Regions from separate parts of the Mus musculus genome. Here all the other regions are linked to region 1. Evidence: chromatin contacts called from public Hi-C, HiChIP or PLAC-seq and Micro-C data. All regions are on one chromosome and are shown on one strand. The core of a region is the stretch at or near the end of the contact, and the rest is flanking DNA. Distances in the headings are between cores, read along the strand shown.

Region 1 (2,647 bases), core at 71-2,570:
CAGGGATGAGAATCAGTGACGGTAACAAGATAGATTATTTCTCAAAATAGTGCCATTCCACAACGTTGAAGGGCAGAGTTACTGGAATGGAAAAACAGACAAACAAAAGAAAGAAAATAAAAGTATACCGTTTCCTTTTTGTCCTAGTAAAACCAAGAGGTGTTTATTGAAAGCCTGCCACACGCCAGACAGGAGGAGAAGGGCTCCTCAATCAGGGTGCACAGCACCATCTCAGTCTTTGCCAAAGCGTCCTAGCCCATAACCTAGGGCATCTGTTGCACACTTCCTACAAGTGGAACCACTCAACAGCTGGCCCTGGGTGGAGCAACAAAAGCAGCATGCACCTTACTCAAGTCAGTTCAGTCGGCCGAAGTGCAGGCTTCAAGCAAAAATGAAAAACAAAAATGAAACCTCAAACTAGAGCCCGGTGAGCCACAGGGGGCAGAAGTGCAGAGACTGGAACGCAGCCTGGTATCCACTGAGCACCCAAACCCAATTAAGGCTCTTCCAGCCTAGAGATGCTGGGAACAGTGGATCAAAGAATCTGCGACGCCTGGGAATGGCAAACCCGCTCTTCGGGAAGCTGTGATGTGGGGGCAACACAATGGTGGGCGCTGGAGATAGTAGGTTGGAGGGATCTATTCATGGGCACGGGTAAACTCACTGGGAACAGGCAGATTGCAAAGATTGTGCGCTGTTGGCGAAGGAGGAGAGCCGGGCGAGTGCTCTGGGAGACAAGGACTGAACAGTCGCGTTGCGGTGTAAAGGAAACCTTGGGGCTCCCGCCAGCGCATAAATTCCGAGGTTTTGGATCCTGGAAAGCATTTGCTAGTGCGCTGAAGGCAGAGCTGGCGGAAGGGTTCACTGGCGATCAGGGGCGACAACCAGACTACTGGGAAAAGGAGGAGGGGGTGTAGATGGGATGAGGTGTCTCTTCCCGGCCACACACACACACACACACACACACACACACTCACGTCAGACCCCAGGCTGCTAGCACCTGCCCCCACGCACTCTGGGCGCACAGCCTCCTGCTGCGGCGGTCACTCACCTTCCGCGCGCGAGCGGATCTCCGACACTGTCCTCCGCATGGTCGGCATCTCGACAGCCCCTGCAGGTGGGTCTCGGGCGGGGACCCTGCACCTGTCACGGCGCCGCGCGGGCGGGAGAGCTGGCTGCGCCGCGCAGAGGGCTCAGCTGCCGCGGGGCCGCGCCTCCCACCCAGGGCAGCGTCGCCGCCAGGAGCCGCCTGGGCACTGGACGGGAGGGGGAAGGCGGCGAAGGAGCTGCGTCCGCAGAGCCGCCTAGGTCTCCCCGCAGTGGCAGAGGAGCGGGCTCGAGGGGCGGAGCCGGGGACGGCGCCGGGGGCGGGGTCTGCGGGGCGCGCGCTCACTCGCTGGCCTCCTGGAGTGGGGCGGGGACAGGGCCGCCGAGCCTCCAGGTCCCGCCCAGTTCGGACCGTACCATCCGCGGGGAGGGGACTTCGATCTAGCATTCTCGGCTTCTCGGCCCACCTCGGCCCTCCTTGAGGCCAGTACAAGTGTCCCAAGCCTTAATAAAAGAGGAAGAGCTTCTTTAGCTCTGAAAGCTCTGGCATCCCCTACAGCCACCTTCTGGCTCTACAATGCGATAGAACCGACCGTCCTCAGCGCCAGGGTGTTGGGTTCGGTGTGGGCAGCTTGAGTCTAAGCCTCTGAGACTCTGTGGGTGACGTCTCTGCTGATGTGGGGGGACCCTGCATTCGCCCTCTGAGTGGAATCCTAGCCTATCTCAACACCCAGCCTGACTCCTGGCCTGAGATGAACGTGAACCCTCTGTAGTAGCAGGCTGTGAGACCTGAAGCCACTGGAACGGTTCCTCTTGTCGTTTTAAGGCTTCCAGCCACACAACCTGCGTGGGTGTGTGAGCCCGTACTTCCCACCAGTTCGTCCTCTGCAACCTGTTAAGGCTCTGAAACTGCAACCAAACCAACTGTTGACCACGTGGTTAACCAAGCAAAAATTATGCTGTTTGTGGTTTCTGCTCCAGAAAGTTCGATGCAGTAGTTTATCCTCAAAGCCTAGTGGGGCGTCGGTATAAAATCCATAAAGATGTTAATTACAAGTCGTTATGTCCTAGAGACCAGCACGACCTCAGTGCCTTTTATTTTGTGTAGTAAAATCCAATCTAACAAGTCGAAACAAATGCAGTATTTTTAATTTGTTCCCGATTTCAGCCTCGAGATAGGATGAGGGGAGCTTTGTGTCTAGCAAGCTCCTGAGCAGGGTAAGAAAGGAATAAAGGTAAAAGGTACTGGCTTCGTGTACTGTTCTTCTGGGCACCTAGCGGAAAGAGCCTGTAGCAAGGCTTTTTATTAGTATTCCTTTGAGATCCAGAAAGGAGAGATGGGTAGAGGGTGAACGAGAGAGAGAGAGAGAGAGAGAGAGAGAGAGAGAGAGAGAGAGAGAGAGAGATATGACTGCAACTCGAGCATAAGGAAAAAGACAAATAAATAAAATCCGCTAATAGCATCTTCTCTCCATTCGTGATAGTTCCTCTACTTCCCGGAAGATCTCATTCACTAATCAGAGTTCTACCTCACTCACTCACATTAATACCCAGGCGGTCAATACATATTTATGAGGAACCCTCTCCACTTGTCTCTTAT
Region 2 (2,647 bases), core at 81-2,580, 420 kb before region 1:
GATAAAGCTAGGGGGACTGTGCGCCATGGACACCGGAGCGCACAGAGAACAAGAAACCCAGAGACCCCAGGAGGAGCCCAAGTGGTCCAGGTCTGCCCTACTGGGGCCGGGATCTTCAAAGGTCAGCTCCCCCCACTCCCCCAGGCAAAGAACCTCCGAGAAGGACAAGTAGACCTCGGGCGGGCGGGCAGGCGGGAAAGGGAAGTGTGGCGTGGGGGAAAAAGTGAAGTGGCCGGGAATAAAATGGGCGTCTCCTCGGAGTGGCCTCAGCCCGCTGTCCCGGGGCCTGTCCCCTCCCCAGCTCCCCGCCCAGGGCCTGCTCTCTTCACAGGCTCTCCCGCTGCCCTCCCGGGTGCTCGCCAGGAGCCCGCACCCCACAGCCACCTGTTAAGGCGCGCGCGCCGTCGGAAGCTCGGGTCACCGCGGCGCCCCGGAATCTTCCAGAAGTTACTACTGCCCGAGCGTAGCACGCTCCCGAGGCCCACGGGGACCACGGGGACAGCGCGCACAGCCTCTCCGGACCCCCCGATTCCCACGCCCTCCCCCCCTCCACGCCACCTTCGGAGCTCCGCAAAGTTGCGGCCCGGGAGTCTGTACCTGCACTGAGCTCCAGGCTGGCGCCGTCGCTACCCGCGCCGCTGCTGCAAGCGCCGGTCGCCGGGCCAGGGCCGTACCTGACGACGGCGGCGAAGGACGACGACGACGAGGCGGCGGGGGCCGCGAGCGGCGGAGGCGGCGGCGGCGGTGGCGCCGGAGTCCTGGGATGGCCCGGGGGCGCGGCGGGTGTGCAGGACGGCGACGACGACGAGGCGGCGGCGGCGGCGGGGGCCCGGCCTGACCCGGCCGGGTAGGACGGCTGCGTCGGGAACGGCGGCGGCTCGCTGCTGCTGATGGGCACGGCGGCGAGCGAGGCGAAGGGCGGCGGCGGCGGCGGCGGCGGCAGCGGGGACGGCCGCGCGGGCGACAGCTCGAGCAGAGAGGGTCTGTCGTAGCGCTTGGCCAGCGCCGGCCGCCGGCTGGGGAACGTCTTGAGGACGCTGTAGGGGCCGCGCTGCTTGTAGATGCGGGGCGCGCTGGGCCCCTCCTCCGCCGCCTGCATCTCGGGCTCCATGCCGAGTCTGAGGCCCTGCCCGCCCCGCGCGCGGCTCCGGAGGTGGCTCGGCCGCCCGGCCGCCTGCTCTACCCCGGCGCGCGCCGGCGGGAAGGCGTGTGTCTGCGCCGTGGCCGCCGCCGCCGCCGCTGCCTGTCGCCGAGCCTGGCATCTCCGAGCCCCCGCGCGGGGGGCTGCCGCCCAGCGCTGATTGACAGCCCGCCTCGCCAATGCCTGGAGGGAGAAAGGAGGTAAGGAGCAAGTGTTTAGGGTAATATCTGCTAATGATGATGGGGGCGGGGCGGGGCCTGGGCCCGGGCGGCCCGCGCGATCGGCGCTTCGGACAGGGTCGTGGGGGGAGGTGGGGAGGGGGAGCCCGTGGCCCGAGGGGACCCGGTGGGGGAACGGAACCTGGAGGGCGTCCCGGTGGGGACAGGTGGAAGAGGTGGCGTCCCGGCTCTCTCGGCTGTGGACGTGAGGCGGCAGCGGTTGTCCGCAGGGTCCGAGCTTTGGAAAGGAGTTCCCGGCGCCCTCCTGCGTGACCTCCCAACTCTCGGAGTGCACGAAGGGGGTGGTACCTAGAAGTTAGGGCGGGGTCGCCAGAGTGCAAGGGTGGGACAGCAAGTTCTTCTAGAAGGAAGCTACACCTCCCTCCCCCCGCCCCCCTCCCGAAAAAGAACATCTCGAAGGACTTGGCACAGGCCGCTGGGAGGTTTGTCCTGCCTTAGGGTCTTGCTGTCCCAGGTCTGGCGGCCGAACCAGAAAGCACTCAGGGCCTAGTGCTTCCATACTGTTTCGCTTGTTCTCCATAGGGAGCTGGGCGAGAGAGCACAGAGGCGCCATCATTTCTTTCCATTCTACAGATTTGAAAACTGAGGCTCTGAAAGACCAGATTTGAAAACTGAGGCTCTGAAAGACTAAAGGGAAATATGCAAATTCACGCAGAGGAGTTTGTGAGTGAATTGCACGGTTACATATAGGTCTTCAGAATGTAAAATAGCTGGTAGACAGTGCAATTCAAGGGAACAAAATGATCCCACGGTTCCCTTTGGGATGGTGACTGCTTTGAACATTATTATATTATCTATGCATATACGTTGCAAGACCAAAGTGGCCTGGGATCACCCTTTCCTTGCGTTGCTCATACTACCCGGCACCACCGGGCTAAGGATTCAGTGATGAAGATCTCAGTAATTTGCCGAAGCTGCCCCGTAAGGTTCTTCAAACACAAGGAAGGGTTCCGGCCTCTGCCAGTCACTCCTTCCTGTCTCAAAGGGAGCATCCTCTAGTTAGGCCTACCCCAATCCCTGCATCCCCTCTTCCCAAGCTTGGGTTTCAACCTCGTTCATCATTATCCAGGTCCTTGATGAATGAAGCTCATCTCTCCAATCTGGAGTTGCTTTTTTATTCAGAGCTATCCTTCAGTCTTGGGAAAGTGACCCATTTTCTCCTGGGGGCCAGGACTTTGGCCTCTCATTTTCCAGATCTCTCCCATTGGAAGAGTTCCTCTCCCTTGCTGTTTCCAGAGTCTCTGCTCACCCACTCTGGACTGTCTTC
Region 3 (2,647 bases), core at 75-2,574, 380 kb before region 1:
GGCTATAATTCACTTGCTCCATGAAGCCTCCCACCTCCCACCACTTCTGCCAACTTGGACCTTAGCGAAAAAAATAAACCTTTCTCTTTCTATCCCCAGCTTCCCAGCCTTCCTCCCTCCCCTCTTCTACATCATCCTGTCCCCTGTTACCTAAGCTTCACCCTTCCCTACCTGTCACCCCTCAAACACCTCCTGTTAGCCAATCTTTTTTTAGCAGTTGCTCCAATGTCTGTCTTCATTGTCAAACCTCTAAAAGGACCCTGATCTTTCCCCAACAGCAGTCATCACTTTTTTTAACATAAAGAAGAAAAGAATTTTCTTTTCTTCTTTTTAAAGATTTATTTATTTATTTTATGTATTTGAATGCTCTGTCTGTATGTACACCTGTGCCCCAAAGAGGGCATCAGGTCCCATCACAGATGGCTGTAAGCCACTAGATCCTGGAATGGAACTCAGGAGTTCTGAAAAAGCAGCCAGCGCTCTTAACCGGGGAGCCGTCTCTCCAGCCTCTAATCTTACTTTTCTACTCATGTGAATTCATTTCTCACAGCCAAAGAAACAGAACCTCTTTTGGTAACTTTAAACAGGAAAGGAATTGATCAGAAGGCTGTCCCACTAAAAGTGGGCACCACTACCACCTGGCTAAAGTTTTTAATACTTTATATTTGACATCTTAATATCTTGAGTGTTATGTGCTGAAGAATTTGGTTTTGTTTTCTAATTAACCAAGAGCTAACTTTTAAAAAGACCATTTGTTTATTTAGAGAGAGCTTGACTTATTTAGAGTGAGCATACCATGGTGCCAGTATTGATGTCAGAGAACAAGTTGTGAGAGTTGAATCTCTCCCTCCAATGTGTGGGTCCTAGGGATCGAACTAAGGTCTTCAGGCTTGATGGCAAGACCCTTACCTGCTGAGCCATCTCGTCCATCCTAGTTGACCAATTTCTGAACATTTTTTCACCTTTTGAAATAATCTTTATTTCCTCTTTTTGTGATTCTCAGCTCAAACTACATGAAAATTTCAATCAATTTGAAAAAAAGAAAAAAAAAAGAAGAAGAAGAAGAAAAAGGCTGTTCCATAACTCAGAGGGGGCAAGGGCTGGGATTCTTGCCCCATGGCAGGAGCTGAGAGCAAGGTAGCTTGAAAGACAAATGTCTTCCTTAGCCTTGACCTTTGGGGGCTGTAAGTGCTACTGTTTGCTGAAGGTTTAGAGGGCATGGCTTTCCCGGAGGAATTACGTAGCTGGGGGAGGGACTTTAAAGAGTGACACTACTAGTTTGCTCTTCACTATTTGTACTCGCGATTCCGGAATGTGACTTCTCAGCTTCCTTTTCCGGTTGCCATCCTTGCCATCCGCTGTCATGCCTCTCCACCGCCACGCTTCCCCATCATTATGGAGATGGACTTGTCCTGGAACCATAAGCCAAATAAAGCCTTCCTTCTGTAAGTTTCCTTGGGAAGCTGAGCTCAGGTGCTCCGTCAGCAGGTCTGGCGAAGCCACAGCCCCGGGGGCCGGGCCCTGCCCGCTGGCGCTCCCTCCACTCACGACCTTGCCTTGTCCCCCTGATCCTCCATTCTTTAATGTCTTTTCTGGGGCTTCTTCAGCCTCTTCCCTTGTGTTGGATGGAGCTGATGCAGAGGCCATGGAGAGGTGTTGCCTCAGCCTGTTTTCCTATAGAACCCAGAACCACCTATGCAGGGGTGACCCCACTCACAATTTGCTGGGTCCTTCTACATCAATCACCAATGAGGAAAGTGCCGTACAGGCTTGCCTACAGTTTGATCTTCTAGAGGCATTGCCTCAAAGGCTCCCCCTTCTCCAGTGACTCTAACCTGTGTACAGTTGACATAAAACTAGCCAGCCTAGTATTACATCCAGCTAGTTGTACATGCGAAGCCTTAAAACATATATGTTGGAGGCATCTCAAGGTTGGTGTTATACTAAAGCAGTGGTCCTTTATCTGTGGGTCAAGATCCTTTGGGAGTTCAATAACCTTTTCACAGGGGTCGCCTAAGACACAAATATTTACATTACATTTCATAACAGTAGCAACATTAAGGCTATAAAGTAGAAATGAAATCATTTTATGATGCAGGGGGGGATCACCACAGTAAAAGGAACTATATTAAAGTGTTGCAGATTTAGGAAGGTTGAGAAGCAGTGTACTAGAGGGTATGATACTGCCATTGGAGGTTATGAAATCATCTCATAGTATCCTCCTATTTCCACAGCGAAATGCACCATGGGGTTGAGTTCAATTAGCAGTCTTGCCCAAGCTCAGGTTTTCCTACCAAATGCGTTAGGGAAACTTGGCTTACAGAGCTCTCTGGGTTTCAGAATTAGGGATTAAGGATCATAAACCTTACCTTATGATGACGTTCTCAGGATACCTCCACACAAGTTAGGGAGTACAAGTGATGGGTACAGTTGTTTAGACATAATTGGTAAAGAGCTCTTTTAGGCAAAACACAGATAGCGTTATCAGTTGCTTCAAGGGACCTCCTGTGGGTTTTGGAGAGTTGAGCCATGATGTCAGGGTGGAGGACATTCAGCTGTGTCATTTGTCACAGCAGAGGATGTGCCCCTCTTGTCACACTAAGTCTCACTCAGGTTATATCCAGGCTTCTAGACTGAGACACCCAGA
Region 4 (2,647 bases), core at 105-2,604, 310 kb before region 1:
GTTTTTAGATGACGAATGCTCAGCCACGCGTTTTAACATTTAATTGTAGCATCAATTCCTGCAAAGGTCTGGTGCCACTGTCTAACAAACTGTTTCAAGACTGGAGGCTTAGAACAATAATTACGTGTCATTGCTCACATCCGACCGAGGAGCTGGTGGATGTGTGGCAGGATGCAGTGGTCGTGACCGTGATGTCTAGTACAGGCCTTTGGGCTTGGTAGTGTGACCCCTCCAAGGGGTTCACATCCTCCTCATCTGGTGAGCCATCTAGGGCATATTCTTCTCATGACTCCAGTAAAGGTGCAAGCTAGGAGGTGGACCTAGCTGTAGCATCTTCCATCCTAGGCTCTGAACTGGCCTCCTTCTGCTTCTCCCTATATGCTGCTAGGCAAGGCAAGTCACATGGCTAGTCCTGAGGCCGGGGTGAGTGTGATGGAGCCATGTGTTATGACTTGCATATGAAATGTCCTCAGAGGCTCACATTTTGAGGGCTTGGTGCTGTTTCTGGGAGACATTGGGAGGGTGAGGCCTAGTTGGAGAAACTACGTCACTGGGGGGTGTCTCTGAATGTTGTCTTAGGTCCTCAATCCTCTTCTTTCTCTGTCTCCTGCTTGTCAAGAAGGAAAGGGCATGTCCCATGTTCCTGCTGCCCTGATGTGACAGGGACTGAACTCTCTAAAACTGTGAACCTAGATAAATAACCTTCCCATAGGGTGTCTGTGTCACAGCACTGCAAAATATGACTGGTCACCACAACAAAGACATGGGTGCAGGGAGGGATATCAGTTGGGGAATCAACTGGGAATACTGCTTCACCTATAAATAGAAACCTCTCCTATGCACCACCATAACGTTAACAACCCAAAACTGAGCCAAACTGAACCATATCTTCCCAGACCATTGTCTTACGACGTTGTGTTTTTGTTCCTTGAGATCACTAATGAGGACAAGAGCAGAAATATCATCATTGTACATTCAGAGCCGACCTGGTAAATAAAGGAAGCAGATAGCTTGCCAACGTGGGTCTGTAGAGACCTAGAATTGAGTGTTGATTTGATACCGTGACTGGCCGTTTTCAGTGTTATGTCTCTGTAAGAAAAGTAAAAGCTTACCTTTTGTTTTTGGATTTCTTGATAGCGAAGCATCGCTCCCCCATTTGCAAGATATCATAAGTCAAAAAAAATTTTTTTTAAAAAAGCAATAAAGGAAAACTAATGGAGCCAAAGGGAGATTGCTGAGGGAAGAGCCGGTGAGATGCTGGTGGGGTAGATTCTCTGGCTACTCTATTCATCACAAACTCCTCCTTTAGAGGGGATGAGTGAGGGAGTTTTAAGTGGCTGTCCCCAGAGCACCCAGCCTGTCACTATACTGCAGAATGAGAGCCAAGCCTCAGCTGGGGGGAGGTAGTGGGATAGGCCAGCCGCCTGGTGCAATCTTGTTGGCTGGCTGTGTGACAACCCTGGTGAACCCCATGGGACGGACTGAACCCACTTGCACCTCCCTTCTGTTTGTGCTCAGTCTGGCTGCTGATAACAGAGGCCATCTCTCTCTCTCTCTCTCTCTCTCTCTCTCTCTCTCTCTCTCTCTCTCATTCAGAGCCTGCTTCTCTGTTCCACTGTCTCGGGACTGCACTTGATTTTAGGATTCTTAAAAATTGGATGGCTCCCTCAATCTGGAAATTCATGGTTTGTAGTCCCAACTTCATCTTCCTCTTCCCTCCTGCACCCTACCCTCCCATCCAGACCCTCCCCTCCTACCCACACCCTCCCCTCCCATCCAGACCCTCCCCTCCTACCCACACCCTCCCCTCCCATCCAGACCCTCCCCTCCTACCCACACCCTCCCCTCCCACACACACCCTCTCCTTCCCTCCTGCACCCTCCCATTTTCTCCTGAACTCTTCCCTTCTCGGCCCACACTCCTCTTTTCCCCTTTTTCTTTCTCTTTCCTTTCAATGGACTAATTGTTCATGTTACTGTATTTACATGTGCAAGTCTTAACCCAAAGGTGATGGTATTTGCAGGTGGGTCTTTGGGGTCTGATTAATTCATGATTATGAAAGGAAGAAGATAACCCTAACCCTAACTCCAACCCTGTCCCTTCTGCCATGTTGATTATGCAGGAAGAAGAGGAAGAGGAGGGGGAGGAGGAGGAGGAGAAGGAAGAAGAGGAGGAAGAAGAAGAGGAGAAGAAAAGAAGGAGAAAGAAGAAGGAGAAGCGAGTTCTTGTCAGAATCAACTGGCAACTTCGATTTTGGACATTTCAGCATCTAAGACTATGAGACGTAAATATTGGCTGTTTAGAGGCCGTCCGACTTCTGAGTTCCCGTTTTAAAGACTTGAATGACTGAAGACAAGCTTTTGCAGGTGCCATACTTTTTCTGATATGGTGGTCTGTTATCCCCTGAAACTCCGAAGGGGAAAAGGCCATTCCTTTTTGTTTCTATAGAATATTTTGTCTCAGCGATGAGAAAGGCAACGAGTAGCTGCATTAACATATATCTCTCAGAGCTGTCTTCATTTTTTAAACGAAGCAGTCCAGGGTGTTAAAATGTCATCTGTCTCCAACCTTAGAGACAATGGCTTCATCTGGCAATAAGCAGCCACAATCTCTGCCTCCCAGGGTTTAGAGCAGAAAAGCATGAGTG

Evidence for each region. A called contact is a pair of places that touch in the nucleus more often than the background predicts. HiChIP or PLAC-seq counts read pairs in DNA pulled down with a chosen protein or histone mark.
Region 2: a Micro-C map of embryonic stem cells shows a contact between it and region 1, with 3 times the contacts expected there. The contact joins the promoter of Bend4 here to the promoter of Atp8a1 in region 1. A contact is called at or near these places in 4 of 39 promoter capture datasets (the HPC-7 cell line, embryonic stem cells, pre-B cells and 1 more), 3 of 484 Hi-C or Micro-C datasets (embryonic stem cells and nephron progenitors), 3 of 115 datasets of contacts at active chromatin or transcription factors (bone marrow-derived macrophages, embryonic stem cells and memory CD8 T cells) and 2 of 9 other capture datasets (embryonic tail and liver).
Region 3: an H3K27ac HiChIP or PLAC-seq map of embryonic stem cells shows a contact between it and region 1, with 5 read pairs. The contact joins the promoter of C330024D21Rik here to the promoter of Atp8a1 in region 1. A contact is called at or near these places in 3 of 39 promoter capture datasets (embryonic stem cells, hippocampal neurons and liver) and 1 of 115 datasets of contacts at active chromatin or transcription factors (embryonic stem cells).
Region 4: a contact with region 1 is called in a Hi-C map of the N1E-115 cell line, with 4 times the contacts expected there. The contact joins the enhancer-like site here to the promoter of Atp8a1 in region 1. A contact is called at or near these places in 5 of 39 promoter capture datasets (the C10 cell line, the HPC-7 cell line, embryonic stem cells and 2 more), 6 of 484 Hi-C or Micro-C datasets (the N1E-115 cell line, cortical neurons, muscle stem cells and 2 more) and 5 of 115 datasets of contacts at active chromatin or transcription factors (embryonic hindbrain, embryonic stem cells, forebrain and 1 more).

The regions. Positions count from the first base shown.
Region 1 is chr5:67,846,111-67,848,757 of GRCm38.p6, forward strand. It overlaps Atp8a1 (ATPase, aminophospholipid transporter (APLT), class I, type 8A, member 1), which reads right to left and starts at 1,321. Exons shown (of 37, transcript NM_001038999.2): 1 at 1,052-1,321. The coding sequence starts at 1,100.
Region 2 is chr5:67,426,469-67,429,115 of GRCm38.p6, forward strand. It overlaps Bend4 (BEN domain containing 4), which reads right to left and starts at 1,331. Exons shown (of 5, transcript NM_001164806.1): 1 at 598-1,331. The coding sequence starts at 1,111.
Region 3 is chr5:67,462,574-67,465,220 of GRCm38.p6, forward strand. It overlaps C330024D21Rik (RIKEN cDNA C330024D21 gene), which reads left to right and starts at 1,325. Exons shown (of 8, transcript NR_110363.1): 1 at 1,325-1,445. RefSeq lists a cis regulatory region at 841-1,903.
Region 4 is chr5:67,540,652-67,543,298 of GRCm38.p6, forward strand. No RefSeq gene overlaps it. Among named protein-coding and RNA genes, the nearest start is that of Shisa3, 66 kb to the right of the region's middle. Within about 2 kb of position 1,355, at least 4 of the 459 cell types and tissues checked have an H3K27ac peak or open chromatin away from gene starts, as enhancers often do. A contact at or near this core is called in the N1E-115 cell line, where this site is marked.